Regions from separate parts of the Mus musculus genome. Here region 1 is linked to region 2. A link is a contact called in public HiChIP or PLAC-seq data. All regions are on one chromosome and are shown on one strand. The core of a region is the stretch at or near the end of the contact, and the rest is flanking DNA. Distances in the headings are between cores, read along the strand shown. Region 1 holds the start of 6330537M06Rik (a long non-coding RNA gene). Region 2 holds the start of Rex1bd (required for excision 1-B domain containing).

The links. HiChIP or PLAC-seq counts read pairs in DNA pulled down with a chosen protein or histone mark.
Region 1: a contact with region 2 is called in an HNF4G HiChIP or PLAC-seq map of pancreatic cancer cells. The contact joins the promoter of 6330537M06Rik here to the promoter of Rex1bd in region 2. A contact is called at or near these places in 6 of 39 promoter capture datasets (the C10 cell line, cranial neural crest, embryonic stem cells and 3 more), 1 of 15 datasets of contacts at CTCF or cohesin (embryonic stem cells), 6 of 484 Hi-C or Micro-C datasets (CD4 T cells, embryonic stem cells, rod photoreceptor and 1 more), 4 of 115 datasets of contacts at active chromatin or transcription factors (embryonic stem cells, extraembryonic endoderm stem cells and pancreatic cancer cells) and 3 of 9 other capture datasets (adipose tissue, liver and pancreatic islet).

Annotation. Positions count from the first base shown.
Region 1 is chr8:70,756,873-70,763,440 of GRCm38.p6, forward strand. 6330537M06Rik (a long non-coding RNA gene) reads left to right here and starts at 4,243. Exons shown (of 2, transcript XR_003947402.1): 1 at 4,243-4,316. It overlaps Mpv17l2 (MPV17 mitochondrial membrane protein-like 2), which reads right to left and starts at 4,049. Exons shown (of 5, transcript NM_183170.2): 1 at 3,848-4,049; 2 at 3,496-3,666; 3 at 2,519-2,595; 4 at 2,237-2,365; 5 at 1,777-2,152. The coding sequence starts at 4,034. The coding sequence ends at 2,114. It overlaps Rab3a (RAB3A, member RAS oncogene family), which reads left to right. Exons shown (of 5, transcript NM_009001.7): 4 at 266-390; 5 at 1,026-1,736. The coding sequence ends at 1,216. Ifi30 (interferon gamma inducible protein 30) reads right to left here. Exons shown (of 8, transcript NM_023065.3): 7 at 6,256-6,309; 8 at 5,901-6,168. The coding sequence ends at 6,103.
Region 2 is chr8:70,502,138-70,509,452 of GRCm38.p6, forward strand. It overlaps Rex1bd (required for excision 1-B domain containing), which reads right to left and starts at 4,615. Exons shown (of 5, transcript NM_025577.3): 1 at 4,525-4,615; 2 at 4,360-4,442; 3 at 3,619-3,823; 4 at 2,847-2,923; 5 at 2,158-2,372. The coding sequence starts at 4,596. The coding sequence ends at 2,300. It overlaps Crlf1 (cytokine receptor-like factor 1), which reads left to right. Exons shown (of 9, transcript NM_018827.4): 7 at 1,168-1,355; 8 at 1,460-1,502; 9 at 1,684-1,941. The coding sequence ends at 1,697. Uba52 (ubiquitin A-52 residue ribosomal protein fusion product 1) reads right to left here. Exons shown (of 4, transcript NM_019883.4): 3 at 7,159-7,245; 4 at 6,126-6,391. The coding sequence ends at 6,195.

The DNA.
Region 1 (6,568 bases), core at 2,993-5,492, 250 kb after region 2:
TCTGGCCAAGCGCTTACCTCAAATGTATGAGAACCTGGATTCCAGCCACAGCACCAAAAATTAACTCCCCCAGGTCTTGACATTTGGTGTAGTGGACACCGGCCCATCTTCCCAGCTTTGGGAAGATGGAGAGGTCTGAGTGAGATAGGCTGGACTCAGTTACCAAGGGGCAGTGGTCTCTCCTGCAAGGGCTAGACACAGGCAGAGACTCGGGGATGGGGCCAGGTCCTCCGGCTTCCTCTTCAGCCTCTGGCTGTCTCTGCAGGTCCACTCAGATCAAAACTTACTCGTGGGACAATGCCCAGGTGCTGCTGGTGGGAAACAAGTGTGACATGGAAGATGAGCGAGTGGTGTCCTCAGAGCGTGGCCGGCAGCTGGCTGACCACCTGGGTGAGTACTGAGGACTGTGGCCCTTACCAGGCTGGACCAGAGACCTGGATACCTGATAGCTACACACCCAGTGTCTCACTGATCAGGACATGGGCTTGAATCCAGGGGGTTTGCACTTGAGAAAACTAGGCCTTATCCAGGAGGCTTTACCATGGGTCTTGATGGACATGGAGGTGCTTGCCATGTTGGCTGTCAGCTGTCAGCCATGAGCTACCTTCAAGGTACTGGGCCTGTGAAGTTTTCGAACTAGAAAGAGAAATGGGTGGAAGAGGCTAAGCCTGGCTTCCCGGAGCAGGCACAACATGCCTGTATGGGAAGGTTGGTATAGGCAGAGTCGTGACAGTGGTGCGTGATCGCCCCTTAGAGGAACTGTGGCTGTCACTGCAGGCTGAGCTGACAAGAAACCAGGCCATGGAGGTTGTAGGTCTCTGGAAAGGGACTTGGAGCCTGGCTGGGTGGCAGATGGAAGGGATGTCTCACTAGGGTGCTTAAGATTATCCCAAGGGATGGGTAGTAATGGATGGCTCACCCAGACCAGTGTGGCCTCCCTGGGAGGGACCCTTCAGTGCGAGGGCCTGTGTGAGTGCGTCTGGAGCCTACAGCTCTGTTGCCACCCCTCCATTTCCCCAATATAGGCTTTGAGTTCTTTGAGGCCAGCGCCAAGGACAACATTAATGTCAAGCAGACGTTTGAACGTCTGGTGGACGTGATCTGTGAGAAGATGTCAGAGTCCCTGGATACTGCAGACCCTGCGGTCACCGGTGCCAAGCAGGGCCCGCAGCTCACCGACCAGCAGGCGCCACCTCATCAGGATTGTGCCTGCTGAGCCACTTCCCTTCCCTGCTGCCAGGGGCACGTCCCCCATCCCCGACTACCCTATTTATTATTGTAGCTATTTATTTATTTATTGAGGATGTGCCCCGAGCGCACCCCCTTCCCACCCTGTACATAGCTCCACCCAGCTCGGCCGTGGTGTATTGTGGTCACTGCTGCTCCCTCTCCTTTACCCCCCACCCCCATTTTGTTTTTGTAAACCATCCCGTCCACAGTTGTCAGTTGTGAAGAGGGGACCAGATGTCACTCTGCAGCAGGCTGATGGAAGATGGCGGGGCCTGCCAACCCCGAGGCTGGGGGATCGCCATATGGACCACCTGGTTGACAGACGGCTTCTTGCTTGCCTGGGCCTTCTGCCTTATACTTTGGGATAAATGGGGTGTAGGGGATATATTCACTACTTTGGGATACCCCCAAACCTGTTCTGACGTCGTGAGTGTCAAATGTGTCCCACTCCTCCCTAGAAGTTATGAACACTACACACAGTCAATAAAGCGAATGGACCTTGCTGAGTCTGCTGGCCCAGCCCCTGAACCCACCCACACGCAGTCCTTGACATTAAAGAGAATTTAATGAATTTCCGCACCCTGCCCAGCCTTGCATCAAGTTTTCTGAGGCCAAACCAGACCCCACTTCAAGGCTGTGGAGGGTGTCCAGGCAGACAGAGGGCTTCATGGTCCCACTGGAAAACCGGGAGGGGTTGGGGGGAGGGCGGACAGCCTGTGCTGGCGTCTGTTCTACATGGGAACAGTCTCTGGTGGACTCAAGGGACTGCTGGTCCAGGGGCAGTCAGCCTGGGTTTTGGACATGGCCCAGAGCTTTTTGACCAGCTTCGGTAATCTCCTGTGGGAGTGTATCCATCGGCCAACTCATCTGCCAGGCTTCAGTTTCAGTCTGCACAGCCCGGAGTCTGAAGGGGTTCAGGGACCTGTCCGCAGCAGAGGGACAGTCAAACAGGAATAGGCCGGAACCCACGCCCTCCCACACTCCCACACCATGGAGTTGAGCTCACCCAGTACTTCAGATAGGACAGGTATGTGTCCCAGCCCAGTGTCAGCCCATTGATATAGGTGACTCGGAAATGAGAAGGGATGAAGAGGAAGTTCACTAGCTGGGCAGCTGGCCACACACACCAGTCGGCCTGTGGAAAAGTGGGAGGGCCACTGTGAGAGGGGGGGCGGCTACGAGGGGCGGGGCTTGAAAAGTGGGTGGGGGCCAAGGCCTTGGGTGTGGGTCTGGAAGGTAAAGAGGGGGGGTGGAGCCATGTTGAGAGAGCCCACGTGGGCACGCCCACCTTGTAGAAGTCCCAGAATTTGGCCCGCAGCTCCTGGCAGCTCTCCTCTAGTGTCTGACCCTCCAGGCTGCCAAGGCCTGGGAAGAAGACCAAGAAGTAGTTATAAAGGCTGAGGTGGCTGCAAGGCAGAAGCAGGGCAGGTCTCAGGCAGAGCAGCAGGCAGGTCCAGGAAAATGAGAGGTTGGTGTGAGGGAGCCTGAGTTACTTATGAAAACATAAATGCGTGAGCCTAGATCACGAGCCCCATCGCTGTGTTAACAGGTACCTTTGTCAATTTGACTTAGCCTAGAGTTATCGGATAGTCTCCGGGGGCTGTCTACATGCATTGGCCTGTGGGATGCTTGTATAGGCTTATGTAATTAAGTTAGTTGATGTGGGAAGACCCAGGGTCCTGGACTGCTCATGAGTGGTAAAATAGTCTGAACAAAGCAAGAAATCATGCAGTTCTCTCTGGCTGAGATGTGACTAGCTGTGTATAGTTCCTGCCTGGTTTCCCCACAACTGTGGCTGAAAAACCCTTTCTGGCCCAGACTCCTTTTGGTTAGGATTTTAGAAAGTTGGGAGTGGTGACACACATTAATGCTAGCACTCAGGGAGGCGAGGCAGGCACAATCAGCCTGGTCTACAAAGAGATGTTCAGGCCAGTTGGGACTACATGTGAGTCTCTGTCTCAAAATGGGGACAGGAAACTGGGCTACTGACCAGTTGGTAGCAAACTCAAGGCAGCGAGAGTACATGATGCCTCCTAGAACAAAGCAATCCCAGTACTCGGGAGGCAGAGGCAGGTGGATCTATGTGAGTTTGACACCAGCCTGGTCTTCAGAGCAAGTTCCTCCAGGGCAGCAAGGTCTACACAAAGAAACCTTGGGGGGGGGGAGGGAAAAAATAGAAGAGAAGCCCCGTCAGCACTCCCCTAAGCACAAACCAGGCTCTGCCCATCACAACTTCTGAGTTCTCAAAGTCCTGCTGCTCCTTACCCAGGAAGTACCAGACGCCCAGAATGGGAGATGCCACCGTTTGATCCACTAGCACCTTCTTCATCACACTCGGGAGGCTTCGTAGGCCCGACGCGGGGAGGAGGCGGTCCAACCACAGATACCAGAAGTGTAGGAAGGGGCCCATGCTGCAGCCCACGGCGAACATGCTGGCTGCGGGACAGGGAGAGTCAATGGCAGAACCTCCTGGCGAGGTGCAGAGAGACTGACAGGACCCATCAGAGTGGGTGCCAGGTCCCAGAGTGATTGACAGGCCCCAGGAAGGTGGGTGCCCGGTCCAGGTGACCGCTCGGTCTCTGGGGGTCCCTCTCGTTCGCGCACAGGTCCCTCTCACCTGAGCGCCGCGCGCTGAATCTCTGTCCAGGCCGCGCGCGCACTTCCCAGACCTGTCGCGCGCCATCGCCCGCGGCCATGAGCACGCCGCAGCCCAGTGTGTTGGTGAGGAGCAGCGCGCGGCCCTGGAACAGCGGGCGCCCCGCAGCCAACGCCTTGCGAGCCCAGCGCCAGCCTCCCAGAGCCATCGCCGCTACAGACACCAGGGAGCCGCGGCAGCCGAGCGCCGGGCCCGCGCCAATCACATGCCCCGCCGAAGAACCGCCCTATTCAGAACGGACCAATCCAAAACCCCAAAGCTCCGCCTCTCAAAGGAAGTGACCAATCGTCCTCAAGCGTTGCGGCAGGCCGCTCACGCCGAACACGGGAAGTCCTATTTTGCTTTACCCACTTTTCTGCTCTCAGCGGACCAATGGGCAAGCGCACATGAGTCTCGCGGGCCTCCCACCCCTGAGCCGAGCTGACCAATGGTAGGTGGCTGCCTCTCGCCTCGCCGCCTCGCCCACAAAGCTTCCTGGGAATGGGCGGGGCGAGGGGCATTAGCAAAGCTGCTGGACTTGACCTTGGCGTGACCTCTCCTGTGCCAGCGAAGCTGCTCAGGCAAGTTCATAGACACCGGTCTAACCTCAGCTATTTGAGACCTATGCTCATACAGCCCAGGCTACAGCCTCCACCGCCGCGCCACACCTCTGCGTTTCGAAGACTGAATAGGAGTTCATTATGCAAAATTCATGTATTGATCTCTTCACAGCAACTTTGTGTCACTCTGGAAACAAACATCCTTACTTCCTTTATTCTTTAACCATACACAAGACAAGCCACTAAACTGTTGTCCGATGCCCAGGTTTTCGAGTATCTCACCTGCCTTTTCCAGGAAAGTCTTATTTATTTCCTACAGTAAACACATGCTCCCGACCCCCCTTTAAGTCTCTGCCCCATCATAGGTTTTATAGTTACGTGTTTATCCATGAATTTCTGTTCTGCCTAAGGAACTCCTATTCATTCTTCAAAGCCCAATTCTAAAATGCCTATCCTCATTATATAGACTCTACACATCCCATCCTTCCAGTCTTCATTCCTCCCCTGGCCTATCCTGGCTTCACTAAACTAGTGACAGGATTGGTTCTGCATTTCCTGGACAGAGGACTCATTGGTAACTGGTCCTTGGCATCTTTAGGTGTGAAGGTCAATTCTGTCAATCAGACAGGATCTAGAGTCACCTTGAAGACAACCCCGGGGGCATATGAGATGGTTGGTCTAGAAAAGTGGTTCTCAACCTTCCTGATGCTATGACCTTTTAATATAGTTCCTCATGCTGTGCTGACCCCCGACTATAACGTTTTGTTGTTAGGTAATTTTGCTACTGTTATGATTTGTAAATATCTGATATGTGACCGCTGTGAAAGGGTTGTCTGACCTCCCCCAAGGGGTGTGGACTCACAGGGTGAGAGCAGCTGGTCTAGACTGTTAGCTGAGGTGAAAAGATTCCCCCGACCCAGAATGTGGGTGGCACCATCCTATGTGCTAGAGTTCTGGACAAATTAAAAAGTTGCAAGTGTCTGAGCAGTGGTTGCCCACACCTTTAGTCTCATCTTTCAGGAGGCAGAGGCAAGTGGATCTCTGTGAGTTTGAGGGACTTGGGGACAGAACAAGTTCCAGAACAGCCAGGGCTACATTCTGTCTCCACCCAACCCCTCCCACCAATAGGATGAAGTGGGTGGAGCATCAGCATTTGCCTGCTTGCCTCCTGACTGCATACAGTGTGACTTCAAGCTCCTGTCTGGACTTACACAAACACACAGACACAGACACACATAGGAGATGGGCTATAGACTCTCACAAGGTGAGCCAGCATACACCCTTCCTTCCTTAAGTAGCTTTTGTGTTTTGTTATACAATGAAAAAAGTAATTCCCAGAGACTGGCATTTTTTTGGCTTTTCAGATGGGATGAACTCTAGGGTCTGGGGCATTGAGAGCTGAGCAGGTGCAGTACCCTGGGTTACAGCTCCACATTAAAGACAAAAACACAAACTCCAACTCTAGGAAAAAGGAATCACAGGAGTATAGATGATTTATTCTATGAATTTAAATTTAGCACCATTTGAAAATAAGGCAAGATCCTTGTCTCTGAGAAGTCTGGAGTCTGGGCTTTGTGGGACATGTGCAAGGTTTTCATAGCGAGGCAGCAGCTCTTGCAGGTTGGCAATTTGAAGAAGCTGGGCAGTTTTTCCTGGGACGAGTTTGAGGTTATGCCTTTACTTATAGCAGACCTTCCTGGGGGAGTCGGCAATGGAGGAGCAGATGTCTGGCTTCTCCGTTCCCTGGAGGGGGATGAAAGGCTAGGAATGGGGGACCTCTGGGGAGACTCAACCCCCCTAGATGAACCCCATGATTCATGCCCAGCTTACCTGGTACAGCTGACAGACTATGCTCAGGAGCTCGCTGGGGTCCTTCAAAGGTTTCTGCATATCACAGGAGACATGGGTAAGCACAGCTGGGTAAGAGGAATGAGCCTGGGAGCTGACGTAGGGGGATCACTGATAGTTCCAGAACACTCTCACTTGTACTGACCTAGGCAGGGCGGCTGATCTGTCACTCTGCTTTGGGATCTTTCAGACAAAGACTCTTGTGTATGAGGCCAGAGCTCAAAATGGAGGATCTTTGTTGTCTTTTGTTATTTTGGCTTTGGTGTCTTTTTTCTAATTAAAATCTTATTTTTAG
Region 2 (7,315 bases), core at 3,365-5,864:
GGGAAACTGAGGCTCCGAGAGATTCCTGGAGGAAGAGGGTCAAAACCAGCTCCAGGAAGCTCTCCAGCCCCCATCCGGGCCTCTCCAGGTTCTGGGCTTGGCGGGAGTGAACACAGCTGGGAGGGGCTGGAGCCTGGGAGCTTTGGCCCTTGCTCGTGCCCAGCACCTGCGATTCTTGCACGGGAGCCAGCAGGCGGCTGCGTCCGCCCGAGAGACTGAGGAGGCCGGGGGTAGGGTTGGAGGGAGGTAAGCAGGGGCTGTGGGGGCCGAGGCTTGTGCCAGGGCCTGTCAGCGAGTCCCCACTTTTATTTATGGCGTGAGGCCGATGTCCTTATCCGCTGGCCTGCTGGGGGATGGCTGCGGCTGGGGATTGGACCCAAGGGCTGGCTTCCCACTCAGTCCTCCAGCCCACTCCATGTCACACCCGTGCATTCTCTGAGGCTTATCTTGGGAACCCGCCCTTGTTCTGTGCTGTCTGTCTGTCTCTATTTCTGTCATTCACTTTCCCAGAGCCTTTTTTTTATGCTTTTAATATAACTACGTTTTAAAAATTGCTTTTGTATAATGTGTGTGCCTTCGTGAGCGTGCGTGCCACAACACACACGTGAAGGTTAGAGAACTTTGTTGAGTAGGCTCCTTCCACCATGTGGGACTAGGGCTGGCGACAAGAGCAATTACTGAGTCATCTCGCCAGCCCCTCACCCCTCACTTCCCATCCTGTTTGGATAGTCATAGGTAATCGAAGGTAAATCGCTGGCTTTAATTTCGTAGCTATCCTGCCTCAGCCTACCAAGTGCTGTGCTACCACGTTTGTGGGAGGGGCTCTCCTCCCAGTGTCTGGGGGTACACAGTCCCAAGATCTCTGCTTTCTAGGTCTTTGTCTTAGTTTGCCCCTTGCTTTGTCCGTGTCCCTAGAGTCTCCGGCCCCACTTAGTCTCCATTGATTTCCTTTCCGACCGAATACTCGGTTTTACCTCCCACTGATTTGACTCCCTCCTTTGCTTGTCTCCATCGCCGTGGCATTGCCATTCCTCTGGGTGACTCTGGGTCCACACCTGACACCTTTCCCAACTTTCCCCAGCCGAAGCTGGTCTGGTATGGGAGGCCGCCGTCCCGCGCGCGCCTCCTGCTGGCCGCGCCCCAACACTGCCGCTCCATTCTCTTTAGAGCGCCCGGGCCCGGGCGGCGGGGTGTGCGAGCCGCGGGGCGGCGAGCCCAGCTCGGGCCCGGTGCGGCGCGAGCTCAAGCAGTTCCTCGGCTGGCTCAAGAAGCACGCATACTGCTCGAACCTTAGTTTCCGCCTGTACGACCAGTGGCGTGCTTGGATGCAGAAGTCACACAAGACCCGAAACCAGGTAGGAAAGTTGGGGGAGGCTTGCGTGGGGGGTAAAGGAGCAGAGGAAGAGAGAGACCCGGGTGAGCAGCCTCCACAACACCGCACTCTTCTTTCCAAGCACAGGACGAGGGGATCCTGCCCTCGGGCAGACGGGGTGCGGCGAGAGGTAAGGGGGTCTGGGTGAGTGGGGCCTACAGCAGTCTAGATGAGGCCCTTTCCCCTCCTTCGGTGTTGCTCAAAGGGATCTCTTAGTGCTCATTTCACCTACTGCAAAGAGCCCCAGGTTTTACTGCATCATCAAGTTGCTGAAGGGTCCAGGCTTAATGTGGCCTCTTTTCTGCCCTCAGGTCCTGCCGGCTAAACTCTAAGGATAGGCCATCCTCCTGCTGGGTCAGACCTGGAGGCTCACCTGAATTGGAGCCCCTCTGTACCATCTGGGCAACAAAGAAACCTACCAGAGGCTGGGGCACAATGAGCTCCCACAACCACAGCTTTGGTCCACATGATGGTCACACTTGGATATACCCCAGTGTGGGTAGGGTTGGGGTATTGCAGGGCCTCCCAAGAGTCTCTTTAAATAAATAAAGGAGTTGTTCAGGTCCCGATGGCCAGTGTGTTTGGGGCCTATGTGTTGGGGTGGGGGGAGGGGTAGCATACCCCCTCCCCACCTATAAATTTCGATCCTGTTTTCTAGAACACTACCTGTCCCAGAACTCCTTGGGGGTGTGAAATCTTACACCTGCTCTCCCTGTTTCCCTGGAGAATCCCCCCTCACCCCAAGATGGCTGACCCATCCCAAGATACAGAGCTGATGGGAAAGCTGCAGAGGGAGAATTCTTTATTGCGTGAGGCACATTGGAGGGCAGCCCAGCAGGGCACGACCTCAGCCAGCTGGCGGTCAGGGCTGGGCTCGACGCCATGGGCCTCTTTTCCCGGCTTCCTCTGGTCCCTGGGGAGCCGCCCTCACTCGGCAGATTCCGCATCAAACCTGAGTTCCTGCAGAACCTCGCCGATCGCCTCCATGGTTTTAATTACCCTACAAGAGCGGATGGAAACTATAAATAAAACCCAGATGGGGTGAATTAGCTGAGCTGCACAGCTAGCGGGGAGGGGGGCTATGGCAAGCCTTGGGCCCTCCTGCTTGCTGCCAAACCTCAAGCCCAGCCTGGGAGCATGCCCAGGAGGCCGGGTGGCTCGTTGGGTCACAGTAGGCTCATGGGAAAGGCCATGGTGGTGGGGGGAGGGGATGTTTGTGCATGCCTATCTATGCATAGAGACCTGCAATAGACCTAGAGGGGTTCACAGGGGAGCAAGTGACTGGTCACATTCAAACTCCTGAAAGCAGTGGAAACTGTAAGAGATGTGATATACATGCACATCCTAGGAAGTACGCATCTGGGAGCACCAGAGTGCATCAGAGTGTCTGCCCTCTCTGACTGGCTCTGCGCTGGGCTGACTCAATCTAAGGTGCCAATCTAAGGTGGCAAGCCAAGGGGCCAACAGGGCTCACTTTATTTTCAGCTGGTGCAACTTTTCAGGGTCCTGTTCTGACACTCCTGGTGTCCCCATCACCTGCAACAGTGCCACCTGGAGGAGGAAATGGGAGTTACAGTAGACAAAAGCCACACAGAGGGAAGGAGGGCCAGGAGTGGACTCTAAGGAGAGCAGAGCTTGAGTGGGAGGTAGCGTATGACTTGCTTTTAGGGCTCTCCTATGGAAGGAGGTACAGAATATGGTCACAGTTTGGAAAAACCAGGGAATGGTGGCAGGTATGGTGGGTGTGGCCTCCACCCCAGTGGCCGGACATGGAGTTCGAATTCTAGGATGGAAATGGAACTCTGCAGAGTTTGGGATTCTGCACTAAGAATTCCAGACCAAAGAGCTACATGGTTTACAGTGGGCAAGCTCCTCCCCTGCTACCACTGGCTATAAGGTTAGGGTAGGTGGGGTCTTGGGATCTGGGTCAAGGACCAAGGATGACAAGTGTCTGAGGATGTTTGTGGAAGAAGTAGTTTGTGGGTTCCAACGGTGATAACCCAGAGTTAGGGACTTAAACAGCCACAGTGGTCGATGCGTTGGGTTTCTGGAGTTCTTAGGACAGCTTTACAGAGGGGCTGGTATAATTAAGCAAAAATTTGGGAGGGAAATGTAGTTAGCCAGGAAAGAGTGGGAGAGGGCCCAAATGCATAGAGGTGTTTGGCAAAAATAGTAGTAGGTCGGGGTGGCTGGGAATGGGTTGTGGACCATGCCCCACTCTAAAAGGAGAGGGGTGGTGGTCTTACCGTGGCCAGGCGCGTCTGTTCTAGCTCCTGCAGGCTGCGCACGTGGCGGGCGAGCACCGGTTGCGCTCGAGGCCCTGCCAACTCTGCTTCCACTGCCAATACCTCCCGCGAGGCAGCGGCGAAGGCCTGGGTCACCTCGTGCACGACACTCCGGTAACTCGGGAAGTCATAGTGCTGACCACTGAGCAGGTACTGACGGTGAGCTCTGCAGTGGACCGGGAGGATGCTGAATCGACACGCTGACAAGCAGACCACGCTCCCTGCTCCAGCTACGTGGAAGATACCCCCGACTCGAAAGAGACAAACCCGAACTCCACAGACTGGGTCTGTCAGGACAGAGCTAGTGCTTAACCATCTCTGCACTCAGAGAAATGAGGGATCTTGTGGAGGGTCACACCACAGCTGCTCCCGCCAGGCCACGCCCACGGTCACATGCTGCTCTACACCTATCTACCCTGCTACTAAAAGCTACACCCTCAGCTCTACCCAACTCCCCCAAATAGACAGGCTTCAGTGTCACAGATCCTTTTACCCACCCTTCTAGACTTCGCTTTCAAGTACGCCCTGCTCCCGGCAGCAGCACTCCTGCATCTCCTGGACCAGATCTGGCTCTCTCCCCACCTCTTCCGACCAAGTCCACAACCTAGGTCCTCCCAGCCACGCCTCCAGCCGCCTCCCCTCAGGTCCCCCTCAGGCAAGCTCTCCCAGGGCCCGCCCCCTCCTCCAGCCCAGCCCGCTCACTGGTCTAGACGGCGGAAGGCCTGTGCGCGTTCATTCTGAAGCTGCTGAATCCTCTGCACCAGTGTAGCGATCGGGGCGTCTCTCTATGGGGGTGTGGGGCCATGAAGCCGGAGTCCTGAGCCCATCCCGCCACCCCGCGCCCGTCCCACCCGCAACCGGGCTCACCCAGGCCCACGCGGACTCCGCAGACCCGGGACCGTCTGCAGCAGCCAACACCTCTGTGGCGGCGGTGAGCATGACTGCGCAGTCAAGTGGCACTAGGGAATGGCCGCTGCGCCCCCTGCCGGCCGGGAGGTCCACCACCAGCCCGCGCGCCTTTGAATTCGTTTTTTTTTTTTTTTTTTTTTGAGACAGGTTTTCTGTGTAGCCCTGGCTGTCCCTGCCTCTGCCTCCCAAGTGCTGGGATTAAAGGCGTGTGTCACCACCGCCTGGTGGAACTCTAAATAGTTTCTAAAGCAACTAAATGGTTAGTTCCAGGGCTGTGTACATCCGCCAGATCCTTGCAACAAGCGGGGCTCGAATAGGGCCTAAATCGAAGTTAAGGCCACAAGTATTTCTGTACCGGTGATGCTTACGAATGTAGTTGAACCAGTTTTGGTTTCAGTGGCTGAGTACTAGTTGCTGTTGCAGGACTGAACCCAATGACACTACCCACATAGCCACTCACACCTATATGCAGGACACCTAATGCACCCCCAGCCCCCCAGACAGGGTTTCTCTGTATAGCCCTGGCTGTCCTGGAACTCATTTTGTAGAGCAGGCTGGCCTTGAACTCAGAAATCCGCTTGCCTCTGCCTACAGAGTGATGGGATTAAAGTGCACCACCATGCCCATCACGCATTTTTTTTTTAAAAGTATTTATTATATGTAAGTACACTGTAGCTGTCTTCAGACACACCAGAAGAGGCATCAGATCAATTATGGATGGTTGAGCCACCATGTGGTTACTGGGAATTGAACTCAGGACCTCTGGAAGAGCAGTCAATCAGTGCTCTTAACCACTGAGCCACTTCTCCAGCCCCTAACAAACCTTTTGATGTCATCTCACATAGTGCACACAAACCATCCATTCAGATTATACCTTTGAAATGGGATTCCCAGCACCGGGGAGGTAGGATATACTCTGAAAGCTTCCTTCCCTAAATTACTTTGGAGATGTTGGTTGCACATACATGGGGGATTTGCAAGCTGCTGGCAACCAGGTTCGAACCCACGGAACCTTCCAAATGACAAGACAGACTGCATACCTGAAGTCAATTACAAGCAACATGGCCTGTCTAAGACTCCCCACGATGGGTGAAATGGTCCTAGACGCCCTAGAGTACCCAGCTACTCATGCAAAAGTGTGCCTGATACTCAAAAATCAAAGGTAGATGAGGCGGCCTCATAAACTCATATAAAGTGTGTTGCCTGTAGTCCCTGGTGCCATGCCTGATGGTGAACTCTATCAGGTTGTCCAGCAACTTAACTGGCGTACAGAGTACTGAGTCAGGTGAACTGCTCCCCCAGAGACCCTAAATTGTGGCCCCACACATCAGAGCCAAGACAAGATCTGTAAGCACAGCCTGCCTCCCCACAGCAGCACTGTGTGGGCTCCACCTTTACATGGTTCCAAGGCTTGCAAGTTCTAACCCACTGGTTCACCCTGCTGCCCAGTACCAGTCTTTACTGCCTCCCCAGCCTCCAAGGTTCAAGGGCAGCCTAGGCTACATGGTGAGATCCCCTCCCCACCGATCCCTCAACAGAACAGTCACTCTAGACACCAATTACTGCTCCAGTGGATGGAAGGGGACTTTATTTGGTCCCGGGGTCACATGCCAGGTATGACCACAGCTTTATTTGACCTTCTTCTTGGGGCGCAGGTTGTTGGTATGGCCGCACTTCTTCTTGCGGCAGTTGACTGCACGAGGGTGCAGGCGTGCGTAGCACTTGCGGCAGATCATCTTGTCACAGTTGTACTTCTGGGCAAGCTGACGAAGGGATGGCTCAATGATGCCACCGCGCAGACGCAGCACCAGGTGCAAGGTGGACTCTGGGAAAAAGAACAGGCAGCTGAAGGCAGGAGCTCATACAGGACAGTGAGGTGGGCTGCCCAAAGACACCAAGTAGCACCCTAAAAGAGGCTCCTCTACAGAGGCAGACAGACACTGGTGGTGAGATGGTAGGCACCTGGGAACTTTACAAGTCTGGTGAGAGCACAAGTCAAACGAGGGCAAGAAACATGTCCAGTGGAGGCAGCCCCACAGACAGCACAGCAAGCATCCAGATGCGGACACACCGGCACCCCCAACCCCCAGTGCTCCACATTTCAGGCTCTCACACCCACACAGAGAACAGGCAAGCAGATGTGACAGCACACACCTTTAATCTGAGCACATGGGAAGCAACAGAATAGTCAGTGCTACACAGAGATGCACAGAACGTGTGTGTGAATATGACAGGGACTTGGAACATGGGATTAAGTAGATGACAGCATGGCTCCGATGGGTTTGAGGCTAACATGAGCTACCACGAGTTCCAAACAGCCTGGGTCTAAGTTGACACTTAGCCTCAAAGCAAACAACAAAAACAAAACCAAAGTAAAGGTTTGGTAAGTAGGGGCAGCCAGGTGAGTCTGGTGAGCTGGGCTCAATCCCTTCAGCCCACACAAGGCTAGAAAAGTGGTCTTCTGCCCTTTGCCTCAGAGCCATCACAAATAAATACCCACAGTAAATACGTAAGTCAACCATGCCAACGACCGCAATAGCAGTCGGACGCCAGCCCCCACCTACAATACCAGACAAGCAAAACAGCCCTTACCTTTCTGGATGTTGTAGTCGGACAGGGTGCGGCCATCCTCCAGCTGTTTGCCCGCGAATATCAGCCTCTGCTGGTCAGGTGGGATGCCTGTGCACGAGAGAAACCAGGTTGGCCACAACTCCTTCCTGCAGAAGCTGGTTAGACCCCATTCACTCAA